Regions from separate parts of the Sus scrofa genome. Here regions 2 and 3 are each linked to region 1. A link is a contact called in public Hi-C data. All regions are on one chromosome and are shown on one strand. Each heading gives the region's core, a stretch centred on a gene start, on an enhancer-like site or on the middle of the called end of the contact. The rest is flanking DNA. Distances are from core to core; before and after follow the strand shown. Region 1 holds the start of FBXO42 (F-box only protein 42). Region 2 holds the start of FAM131C (protein FAM131C). Region 3 has its middle 26 kb from the start of EPHA2.

Evidence for each region. Hi-C and Micro-C count contacts between places; a contact is called where the count stands out from the background.
Region 2: a contact with region 1 is called in a Hi-C map of embryonic fibroblasts, with 9 times the contacts expected there. The contact joins the promoter of FAM131C here to the promoter of FBXO42 in region 1. A contact is called at or near these places in 3 of 5 promoter capture datasets (fetal liver, fetal skeletal muscle and liver), 23 of 47 Hi-C or Micro-C datasets (adipose tissue, alveolar macrophages, brain and 15 more) and 2 of 2 datasets of contacts at active chromatin or transcription factors (alveolar macrophages and skeletal muscle).
Region 3: a contact with region 1 is called in a Hi-C map of retroperitoneal adipose tissue, with 2.4 times the contacts expected there. The contact joins the enhancer-like site here to the promoter of FBXO42 in region 1. A contact is called at or near these places in 1 of 5 promoter capture datasets (liver), 7 of 47 Hi-C or Micro-C datasets (embryonic fibroblasts, epiblast stem cells, mesenteric adipose tissue and 4 more) and 1 of 2 datasets of contacts at active chromatin or transcription factors (skeletal muscle).

What each region holds. Positions count from the first base shown.
Region 1 is chr6:75,444,373-75,448,354 of Sscrofa11.1, forward strand. FBXO42 (F-box only protein 42) reads right to left here and starts at 1,749. Exons shown (of 10, transcript XM_003127635.5): 1 at 1,515-1,749.
Region 2 is chr6:75,211,093-75,215,074 of Sscrofa11.1, forward strand. FAM131C (protein FAM131C) reads right to left here and starts at 1,989. Exons shown (of 7, transcript XM_021095410.1): 1 at 1,842-1,989. The coding sequence starts at 1,887.
Region 3 is chr6:75,303,532-75,307,513 of Sscrofa11.1, forward strand. No RefSeq gene overlaps it. Among named protein-coding and RNA genes, the nearest start is that of EPHA2, 26 kb to the left of the region's middle. Within about 2 kb of position 2,045, at least 15 of the 83 cell types and tissues checked have an H3K27ac peak or open chromatin away from gene starts, as enhancers often do. A contact at or near this core is called in omental adipose tissue and retroperitoneal adipose tissue, where this site is marked.

The DNA of each region.
Region 1 (3,982 bases), core at 499-2,998:
TAGGTTTATATCCTTAACCAAGGCATTAAGAAAATCTAAAATCTATAGGGAAAAGACTTTAAGAAAAGAAAAAAACGGCCAAAAGAATTAGCTCGTATTAAACTAAACAGTTGTCATTTCAACAATTAAAAGCTTTCTGAAGTAGACAAAACACTCATGGGTCAATGTAGATTGAGTAATGTATTTATACCAGGCTTGCCAAAAGCAAACAGTTTCAGGATCTAAAATGACAACATACAATATAAAGGAAACCAATTAGATTATACACATGAATATGCTCAAAATTAGGGATATGACACAGAGCATCACTGGCCCCTGTAAAAGCTACAGGCTTAATCTTAAGTATTCAATTCTAAATGATGCTATTTCCTCTCAAATTTCATCCCTTTAAACCCATGATGTCATCATTCTTAAGCACAAGCAAAACAAATTTAAGTTACAAAAGGTATTTGGTGTGTCCAAGCCAAAGCCTCAACAATTCCACAGCATAACTGCAACTGAAGCCATCATTCCTCAAGCCGGTTAGAAGAGACCACAAGCTTCAAACCAGCTTGCCTAAGTGAGAGAAACAAAATCAAAGTCTCCAAATTAGCATGTGAACAACAACAACAAAAGTTCTCAAAAAGGCTAACAAGTACAATACAAGGTCCCAGCCAGCAAGTGAGAATTGGTGATGTGTCTGAATCTTCACGCTGAGCAATCGGAACCCACCACAGAAAGTCCAAAGACTTTGGCAATTAAAAATTAAGCTTTTATTTTCCTAATAAAATTCGGGAGATAACAGACAAAGCAATTGCGTGTTCCGAATCTTAACAATCCAAAGGTTTGAATCCAAAGGAACGAGGACTTCAATAAGCAACGAAGTTACTTTGCAGAGACCATCAAGATCTTACAATTGTTTTTTCTCCGTTTACAATTGGTTCCCACCCTCCCCGATTCCCTCTACAAACAATTCTCACCAGAAGCCTTCCACACTCACAACGTGGATTGCTGTCTCAATCAAGGAGATCCTCAGTTTCTACTTCGCTAGGGCTACATTCAAAAAACTAAAGGGTAGGAAAGGCTGCTTGTGTTTTATTTTTTAAGCCAATTTCAAAATGTTCCCTTTGCAACTGCAGCTTCAGAGATGCTGGCCCCTCTCCGCAGCCCCAATTTTTTGGAGAACATTGGCTCCTCTCCCAAGGCTTTAAAAAATTTGAGGGTGGGGTGGAAGATAATCCGAGACCCCCTAAGCCATTCTTACTCTGGTCACACACCCTTTGGTGGCCCCGGTGAGAGGACGAGAACCGCCCTGCTAGAGAGAGGCCGGGTTCGCCCTCATCCCAAGGATTGGCTAGAAAGGGGCTCTCCTCCTCCCTGCCTAACCTGAGGAGGCCGAGGATGACCAAAGCAAGGCCCCCAGGCCAGCCGTCACCGACCCCCGTGCCGGGCGCAGGGCCTGCGCCGGACCCAGGGCATAAAGGGCAGAAGGCGCCGGCTCCCTGCCGCGGCCCAGGGAGAGGAAGAAGCCTCACCTGGTCCAGCCCGCGCCACGCTCTCAAATACGCTCTGCTGGCGAAGGCAGTGAGGGAGCCAGGGATGGGACCAGAGCAGAGGCGCTCCGCCCTAGGCCGCGCTTGCAGCACTCGGGGCTCCTCACAGCTGGCGGGACACCGAGTCGCTCGGGGCCGCCATCTTCCTCCACTCAAACGCCGCCGCCGCCGCTGCTGCTCTGGCCCGGAGAAGACAGCACGGAGCGCGCATGCGCCGGGGATAGGCGCGGAGGACGCGCGCGCACTTACGTCAGCTCGGCGGGCCCGCGCGAGGCGACCTGTGGGCGGTGCCTAGTTGGGAAGGTACGTGCCGCACCCGGGACCTCCGCCGAGGTTCTTCGTGGTCGGTGTGTCGCCTGGGGAAACAAAGCCTGGAAGAAATGTCGTGCTTCTACGCCCGCCTCCCTCGGGTCCCTACAAACGGCCTTAGAACTGCACTCACTCTCCTTTGCACAGCCTGGGATAACTAGACAATTTTCCCAACGGCCTGAGAATATGATACGTGGAATTAATTCGTTTGTACCTCCTGAGGGCCCCCATGAACAGAGGGGAGGGCTGTAGCGGATGGAAGTGCTCTTGGATATAAAGTGAGGGAAATCTCTCGTAACTGTGTACCAACACAGTATGACTTGTTACTAGCCCCATTTCTCAGATGAGGAAACTGAGGCACAGGAGGTATCATTTTCCCAGAGCCGCATATCTTGGGGAGTTGGGATGGGGAGGTAGGACTTGAACTCAGAAACTAGTTCCCAGGCTCTTGTACTGAGTAGGTGGATTCCAGGAAAATCCCCCTTCCAAGGGAGCAACCTGGTGTGTAGGAGAGAGCCTTTATGAACTATCTGTACAGCCTAAGGGCTTCACTTGTCACCCTTGCATCTAAAAACTGAAGCAGGAGTTCCCACTGTGGCTCAGCGGGTTAAGAACCTGACATAGGGTCTATGAGGATGAGAGTTCGAGCCCTAGCCTTGCTCAGCATTTTAAGTCGGTGGCTACAGCTTTGATTCAACCACTAGCCTAGAAATTTCCATAGGTCGCAGCTGTGGCAAAAAAGACAAAAAAAAAAGAAAAAAAATTCCTCCAGTAGTGAGCATTTAATTTGTTTCCAGTCTTTTGTGGTTAAAAACAAAGCAGCAATGAAGCAGAAGTTCCCACTGTGGTGCAGTGAGTTAATGATCCAGCTTGTCTTTGAGGCAGTGCTGGTTCAGTCCCTGGCCCAGCGAAGTGGGTTAAGGATCCAGTGTTGTTGCGGTTGTGGCTCTTTCAATCCCTGGCCTGGGAACTTTCATAGGCCTCGAGGGTGGCAGAAAAAGAAAAAAAATTGGTAAGTTGCCATTTATTTCTTAATTGTCTGCATTGCCTCAGCTTGGAAATCAAATGGGAAGTTTTCTCACTGTGGGCTTTGCTCCTGTATTCCTATCACTTATCAGAGTGCTTCATGTGGTGTTATCAAAGGTGCCTGCAGTTCTGAGTGCCGATCGCTAAGCCCCCAACTTGAATGGTACAACAAACATATTTCACAAGGAAGAGAAGCTCATGCTTTAGGGTTTCTACCTGTGCCCATATATGCCACTGCCTCAACTTTTGGGGCATTCTCCCTGGAGGAAAAAACTGCCACTCCCTCAATTTTTAAAATTATTATAATTGTTCTATTTTATTACTAGCTATTGTTACTTCCTCAGTTTTAGTCCTTATTTGGTTCCATCACCTCATTTTACAGATGAGAAAGGAACTTGCCCCAGATCACAGGAGGCCTATATGATTAGGGCTAGCCCCACAATGACACATTTGGTGAAACAAAAGCTATTTCCTTTGCAGCATCTTCAAATGATCTCCAAGATCTCTCTTTCTGGTCTCTTAGAAGATGCAGTTTTAGGAATGCCCAACAAATTCATTTGTTTTTTTTTTTGTTTTTTGGGGTTTTTTTTGGGGGGAGGGGTGGCAGCGCCTGTGGCATGTGGAAGTTCCTGGGCCAAACCTGCCCTGGCAGAGACCCAAGCTGCTGCAGTGACAATACCAGATCCTTAACCCTCCGTGCCACAAAGGAACTCCACCAATTCCTTTAAAGCTCATTGCCGAAAGCAACAAAATTGTAAGAAACTATCTCCCTCTGCTGATTACATGCTGTAACTACAAAGCCTGAAACACCTTCAAGGCTTCGTTTGTGAAAAACTAATCACAACCCCAAGAGTGAGACTCAGGTGATGCTGATCCATCCACTATGCTGCTGCCAAAGCTCAGTGTGGATAATTAAAAGAATGAATTCACAGGAAGATGTATTCAAAGTAAATATAGTTCCAGAGAGTGAACGAGACAAAATCCTTTATCTTTGAAGTTGGTCAAGCTGTGAACAGTGGTATTTTATAATATCTGAGCTGCTAGAGGAATATGTATTAAGTGCCAATAAGAAACCTACCTGTATTGGAGTTCCCGTCGTGGCACAGCGGAAACGA
Region 2 (3,982 bases), core at 739-3,238, 230 kb before region 1:
CCACCCTCTCCCACTCACTATGGTGCCAGGGCAGCTCACTCCAGCTCCCCAGACACGGCCTTGGGGGGAGCCTCAGGGTTGAGGCACTGGAAGAGAGCAGGAGCTTGCCAGGTCAGAGTGGCTTTTAAAGACAGACAGAAAGGCCCAGGGGTGACTGGGAACATCAGCTGTCTCTGTCCCTTCCTGTCCCCTGACCAAGGATGGGGGTGGGGATGAGGAGTTAGGGATGAAGGTGGGGGAAGGGGAACCTTCCTTATAACCTGTTCATCTCCTTTAACCCCTTGTGGCCAGTGGGGTCTGGGACTCTGAAGTCAGGGGCGTGGGGTAAGGAGCACAGAAGTGGGGGCACTGAGCTACTAAGGTCTATGTCTTGGAGGGCGTGGGAAGGAGGGTCGGCTTGCTCTCCCGCCGTCCCGCAGTCCCTCCAGAGAAGCCAGGAGAAATCAGAAGCCTGCCGTCCCTCCGAGGCACACGGCAGGGGGCGTGTGGCTGCTGGAAAGGTAGCGACCCTGCTTCTGCCACCTGGTGGGGTGTGGTTCCAAGCGGGGCTGCGGTGACCTCCCCACGCTCGCTCTCTCCGCGCTGCTGCCCCCTCCCACGCCCTGACCCCCTCGGGGCACCTTGTCCCCTGGGACTCGGCGGGGGGCGGGGGGGCGGGGTGTGCGGCTGGCCGCGAAGGGCGGGTCGTCCCCCTACCCCCACCCCCACCCAGGTTCTCCCGAGAGGCCGAGGGGTCGTGCCTGCGTCCCCGGCGCGGGGACCCGGGCCCCCGATTCCTGCTTCTCCTCGCCAAGATCTGTGGCCCCCTCACCTCGCGACACGCAGGAGCCCATCACGGGGCCTCGGGGTCGGGCCGCTGAGCCTTGAGTGCGTCCGGCCGCCGGGCGCTCATGTCTGCGCGGGCCCGGGGCTCACGCGCGGCGCTGGCGCAGCGGAAGCGCGGATTCGCAGGGAAGGGCCCGGGGCTCCGCTCCGCTCGGCCGCCGTTCCCGCCGGGTCGTCCCCGCCGCTGCCGCCGCCGCCGCCGTGCCCGGCTCGCCGAGCGCCACCGCCGCCCGCGCCGCGCCCGCCCCTGCCAGCCGCGGGCAGCACGGCGGGCGGGGCGGCCCCGGGGAGCGCTCGCCCGGAGCCCCGAGCGCGGAGCCCGCGAGGCCGCCCCGCCCCCAGCGCCCCGCCCGCAGCGCACCTGTTGCCGCCGCCGCCAGGCTAGGGGCGGGGGCAGCCCCGGGGCAGGGGGCAGGGGAGCTGGAGGGGGACCATAGGCCCTCGGGCCTCCCGAGCCACCTGGTGACAGGGGCTGAAGGTCAGGGAAGAGGGCGGTGGGGGCAGGGAAATTTCAGCATTTGGGCCACGAAGAAGTACACGACATTCAGATGTCTCTTGTGCCCAAGTGGCAGGGGAAGACACAGGCTCACGGAGATCAGATGCCTTGCCTGAGGGCCCTTAGGTGTCAGGGACATCATCGGTGGCGGGGGGGGGAACACTGGCCCAGGCTGGGGATACAGAGGGTGGGGATGAGCGTTCGGATCCCTCCACCGGGTCTCCTGCAAGCGCCGGCAGCGAGGTGAGAAGGCCCTTTGGGCTGAGCCCGTGCAGAATGGCCAAGTCCTTTCTCAGACCCGCAGCTCCCTTCCGATGGGGCCCGCAGTGGCCCCTCTAATCACTCACACTGGCTCTCTCACATCCCTACCCACGAACACAAACACACATGGGTACACCCACACACACACACCCATATTTACACACACTGGCATTTACACACAGCCACACACTCAGACACACCCCCAGCTCCTTAGCAAACCTGCCCATGGCCCACAGATCCTCAGCTTCTCAGCGCTCACTTTTACATCCTGCCGACTCACTCCATCCGTACACGTTCTTGGGCATCGGTTAGAGCAGGTGTCCTTGTGCCCCTTTTCCAAGTGAGGAAGCCAGGTTCACTGGTTCTCTTTAAAAACTTGGGGATGGACCAGCGGGGTTTGAAGGATGAATGAGGTTTGAGACAAGGGGGTGGGGTGGAGCTGGAGGCCTCTAGCCGGGCTGGATCTGGGCCCGGTGGGACTGCCAAGGGGTGGGGGTGGGGAGCAGTGGCGTGGATGCTGACGTTATCTCCTTGCCCAGGCCCGGTGCCCTCTCTGGAGTAAAAGCCTGGTGGAGAATGACCCTGGCCATGGGGGTCGGGGAACTATTGTGAATATGGGCTCACCTCACACAAGCTGTGTGACCTTGGGCAAGATGCTTCCCTTCCCCGAGCCTCAAGGTTTTTTGCTGCCAACTGGGTAAAAATATTTTTTGTTTTTTTTTTGGTCTTTTCATCACCCCTCAGGATATGCGATCAGATCTGAACCACAGTTGCAAGGCTGGATCCTTAACCCACTGCGCGGGGCCGGGTTTTGAACCTGTGTCCCAGTGCTCCAGAGATGCTGCCAATCCCATTGTGCCACAAGGAGAACTCCATGGGGGTAAAATCTTGCCTCATGGGAGTGAGATAATGTGTGCAATGGGCGTTCCCATCGTGGCACAGTGGAAACAAATCTGACTAGGAACCATGAGGATGCAGGATGAATCCCTGGCTTCGCTCAGTGGGTCAGGGATCCAGCATTGCCGTGAGCTGTGGTGTAGGTCACAGATGTGGCTCGGATCCTGAGTTGCTGTGGCCGTGGTGTAGGCCGGCAGCTGTAGTTCGGATTCAAACTACTATGCCACAGGTGCAGCCCTAAAAAGCCAAAAAAAAAAAAAAAAAAAAAAAAGACTGACACTGATACAGGGCTAAAAATAAATAATGTAATGGTGAACACAGATATAATGCATTATTACCTCACCAGTATCCCTACTCCCCCCCAGAAGCCTGAGCCTTCATTCAGTGGATGTGTACAAAGCACCTACTATGTGCCAGTGTGAACAAGACAGATGTGCCAGTCTAGAGTCCAGTGCTATACCCAGTCATGGATGCTCAGAGCCCTGCATGCTCTGCCCCCATCTGACCAGCCTCCCCTGCCACCCGCCCCGCCGGTCTGGCCTTGGGGAGGACAGCTCTGAGGGGATGGATGCCTTGGGCAGTGCCAGCTGTGTGGCTGCCTTGCATGGAGATGGAAAAGCCGGCCTGCCTGCCGCTGGGCCCTGGGCCCCATCCTGTGTGGCCCAGGGTAGGGGAGGCAGAGGTGTCCTTTCTCTTCTTCCTGTCATGGGGTGACTGGAGCTGGCTTGGAGGGAGGGCTCTGACTCACCATGACGCAGGACGCTTGGTCACAGCTGCGGAGGCTCCCAGCTGGCAGCCTGGCAGCTATGGGGGCAGAGGGGGGAGACAGGGAGGAGGACCCCAGCACGGAGTATGGGACAGTTTTGGAGGGGAGAGGATGTGCCTCCCTCAGCCTGAGACAGAGACAGGTTGAGTGGTCCCACCCAGGGTACCTTGCTTACCAACCCAGGCAGAGGCAGGGGGGGTGGGTGGCGCTCTGGCTCTCCCAGCCTCTAGCATTCGTGCTGGTCAGTTCCACATTGACTCAAATCCTCTCATTGCACAGATGAATGCTCAGAGATAGGCAGGGGCTTGCCCAAGGTCACACAGCAAGTTGGTGGCAGAGTGGGGACTAGAACCCAGGTCTCCTGCTTGGCAACGCAGGCCTGGCACGAGCCTGAGACCGGGCCACACCGGGGTGGACAGCTCCCCCTGGCACACCCACATTCACCTTCCCAGTCCTTGGAATTCTGCTGAAGCAGACGATTCCCAGATTCCCAGACAGCTCCAAGATGTGTGGTTGTCCTTCCCCGGGGCCAGGCTGTCCTTTCCCAGCTCAGCCCACAGCCCATCTGCCCTGTGACCTTCCACTATCCTCCCCTCCTGCGCCCTCCTTGCCTCATCCATCCATGGAGGAGGAGAGGCGGAGACTCCTGGGGGGTGAGAGGACCAGGGTGAGTGACCAGGCTGTGCCCTTCAAATCTCTGAATCCATGCTTTTGGGGATCCAGCCGGAACCCCTACT
Region 3 (3,982 bases), core at 795-3,294, 140 kb before region 1:
CTGGGGGGTGTGCCCAGACACCGGGGCATCCTGGCTGGAGTGAGGAGAGGAAGCAGCAGAGAGCAGGGCAATGGAGGGGAAGGGTGCCAGGGGCAGTACTCAGAGGAAGCCCAGCCAGCAACAGGGTGCCTCATTGAGCTTTTATTGAGCACCAATGGTATATCAAGAATTCACAGCAAGGAGTGCCCACTGTGGTACAATGGGATCAGTGGGCTCTTAGGAGTGCTGGGATCCTGGTTCGATCCCCAGCCTGGCACAGTGAATTAAAAGTCCCTGGACACTGCAGCTGCGGCTTAGGTCATGACTGGCTCAGATCGAATCCTTGGTTTGGGAACCCCATATGCCACAGGGTGGCCAAAAATGAAAAAAAAAAAAGAATTCACAGCAAATCACTGCCCAGCTGATAAGGGAAGCAGGCACAGGAAAATAATACTAGGGGAAGCCCACAGGTCTTCAGGCCTTTGGCAGAGGAACTCCAAGAAGGCTTCCTGGAGGAGGTGGCACTTGAGCTGAACCCTGAAGCACACATTTTGCCAGGGCAGAACAGAATCATTTATCTCACCCCTCCCTCTCCCAGAGCCAGCCCTCAGTGAATGGATGCATCAGTGAGGGAAGAGCAGGTATACAGAATAAATGGATAAAGGAATGATCTGCTGAATAATATGAAGTCTGAAACCTCAAGGTCCAGACAGCAGAGTCCATCTTCCCACCCCTCCGGTATGAACTCTCCCCAAGGTCCTGGGGCTATGTTCCCACTTGGTACCCAGAGACTCTGGAGCCAAGCTGCATGGGTTCAAATTTCAACTCACTTACCAGCTGTGTGACTTTGGGTAAGTTGCTTAACTTCTCTGTGCCTCCGTGATCTGGAGGTAATAATACAGCCTGCTTCAGAAAGTTTTTGTGAGACCGAGTGAATTCAGGCAAGTAAAATGCATAGAACAGTGTCGGGATGTCGGGATGTAGTGAGAGCTACCTAGGTGTTGCTAATTATTCAGGCATTAGCTTCCTGATTCATTCATTCACTGGCTCACTTATTCATTCACTGATTCACTCCTTTATTCAATCCACCGCTCACTTCCCACTCCTCCCTCTTCATTTGTTGAGCAATCCCGGTTCCCAGGCCCTCTCCCTCCGCCTTCCCAGCCCCGCTTGCCAGTCCGGGACGGTGCCCACCGTGCTGCTCATGACATAACAATTTCATTCATTCCTCCCAAGCAAACAAGAAGACGCCCTCTGAAGCAGGGGTGACATGCCACGACCAGCACCAGGGCGTGGGCACTAAGCCTCCAGTGTGGGCTACTTGTCCAGAGGCCACCCCCGCCTCCCACCCTGACGCCCCCTACAGGGCAGCCTTGCCCACTCCCCTGTTGGACGGGCTAGGTTCTTCCAAGTCCTGACCTTGCCCTGACGTTGGCCCTTCGCCATGTCCACACCTCAGACTCTGCTAATGCTGGGAGCCCAGAGCCGGCTGAAGTGAGAGCTCGGAAGCTGGACCCCACTGCCTCAGGGGACGATGGAGCTGCGTCCTGAGCATAATGATCCCTTGCTGAATAATGTTAGATGGGCCGGCAGAAGATGCCACAGCTTCCCTCTCCCTCAGGCCCTGGAGAACAGGTCATACTGGGGGACAGCCCGTACGAACCATTTCCTGAACACCTCCGGCATGCCTGGCTCCTTCTGGGCCCCTTCTAACCTTTTCACAGCAGAGCCCACTGGGGCAACGGCTTGCATCTCACCTGTGAGGAAACGGAGGCTCAGAGAGGTAAAGGGACTTGCCCAAGGCTACAGAGCCATCTCCTGACGCCTTCTCCTACCCCAGGGCAGGCGAGACTGGCATCTGGGAAATTGGAGAGAGGCTGGGTTTGGGCATGAGATGCTGTTTGGGCTAGAGGGTGGGGTGGGAGAGAAGGCAGGCCGGGTGCCAGGTAGGAACAATGGTGCGGGGCGGGGACTGGGAGCCTGGCCAGGTCCTGGGCTCCTGGGCAGGCCCTGCTGGGCCCTCCAAGCAGCGTGCTCATCCTGTAAAGCTGCCGGGGTGATACCAGCCTCGATCAGCTGACTCAGCGATTGCATTGGCCTTTTCCTGGAAGACAGCAGATGCGGTCGGGGTGTCCGGGAGGGAGGCACCTCTTTGAGAAAAGGGGGTGGGAGCACCCGGTGTGGCCCTGCAGCTCCTCCCCCAGCCAGACCACAGGCCTTCTCCTCCAGGGCTCTGGCCAGTCTCCTGCTGCCTGCTTGAATCCCCCAGACCAAAAGATCCAGCAGCCAGGAGTTCCCGTCGTGGCGCAGTGGTTAACGAATCCGACTAGGAACCATGAGGTTGCGGGTTCGATCCCTGGCCTTGCTCAGTGGGTTAACGATCCGGCGTTGCCATGAGCTGTGGTGTAGGTTGCAGACGTGGCTCGGATCCCGCGTTGCTGTGGCTCTGGTGTAGGCCGGTGGCTACAGCTCCGATTTGACCCCTAGCCTGGGAACCTCCATATGCCGCGGGAGCGGCCCAAGAAATAGCAACAACAACAACAACAACAACAAAAGACAAAAAGACAAAAAAAAAAAAAAAAAAAAAAGATCCAGCAGCCAGACTGGCTGTGCAGTGACCAGTGCTGCAGCCACCACCTCGGCCAAGCAGTACAGCCTCCCAGGGTATGTCCACGCCTGCCTTCCGCAAAGCCCGATTTTGTCCCGCCCTGATGGGGCCACGTGTAGATGAGACACCATTTGGTGTCACCCTTCCTTGGAGGATATCAGTGCCACTCTGCCAGGGGCCAAGGCTTGAGGGGCATCAAAGCTGTGTTCAAGGCATCCTGTTGGCAGCTGGGCAACAGGACGTCACCTGCAGCAGGAAAGGCAGTGGGGTCAAGAGCACCCCCAGGCCGCAGTCAGGAGGGCAGGGCAGGGGGCCCAGCAAGGCCAGTCACGGGCCCTTGTCAAGCCTGGGAGGGAATAATAGGATCAGGGGCTCAGCTGCTGCAAACAACATCGTTCCCACACCCAAGCACGGTGTGAGCAGAGGGAGGGCAGAGGCTTTGGGAGCGCCCGGCAGAGCGGCTGAAACCTGGCTGGGAAGCAGCGGGAGCCTGTGGGCATCTCAGTCTCATCACTCGCCGCTCTAAGGCTCGGTGGGCTCCTATTCCTACAGTGGCAGGTGGATGATTAACACTCAGCTCTGACGCAGGGTGGTGACAGGGATGCTGGGGGTGTGTGGGGAGGACGGCTGGTTCCTTGTATATAAATACGCCTTGCATGTCCAGTTTCCAGCACCACCTTGACATCACTGAATGCAGAGCTGGGAAGAACTGCTCTTGAGAGCCAGTCGGAGTGAGTGCCAGTCCAGCCCTGGCTCCTGCTCCCCACCCCCCGTCTGCCCACCTTGTTGCCACCAACTGGCAGAACTGCTGTGAGAACCCCGGTGGTGGTGGACAGGCATTAGCTTTGTGAGCTGGGAGGAGGTAGTTATAACTAAGGGCTTCAGGGAGCAGGTCCTGGATCAGGATTCAAAGAGTCTCTGCCTCTTTTTTTTTTTTTTTTTTTTGCTTTTTAGGGCCGAAACTGCAGCATATGGAAGTTGAAAGTTCCCAGGCTTGGGGTCAAATCGAAACTACAACTGCCAGACTACACCACAGTCACAGCAACATAGGATCCAAGCCATGTCTACGACCTACACCACAGCTCATGGCAATATTGGATCCTTAACCCACTGATCGAGGCCAGGGATTGAGCCCTCATCCTCATGGATACTAGTCAGGCTCGTTTCTGCTGAGCCACAACGGGAACTTCTGAGAGTCTGCCTCTTAATTGCTGTGTGACCTCAGGCAAGTCACTTCCCCTCTCTGAGCCTCTGTTTCCTCCTTTGTTTTTTGGGGGGGTGGGGGGAGCTGCATGTGCAATGGCTTAATGTGGGATCTCCGTTTCCAGACCAGGCACTGAACCCAGGCTAAAGCCCTGAAAGTGCCAAATCCTAACTGCTAAACCACCAGGGAAC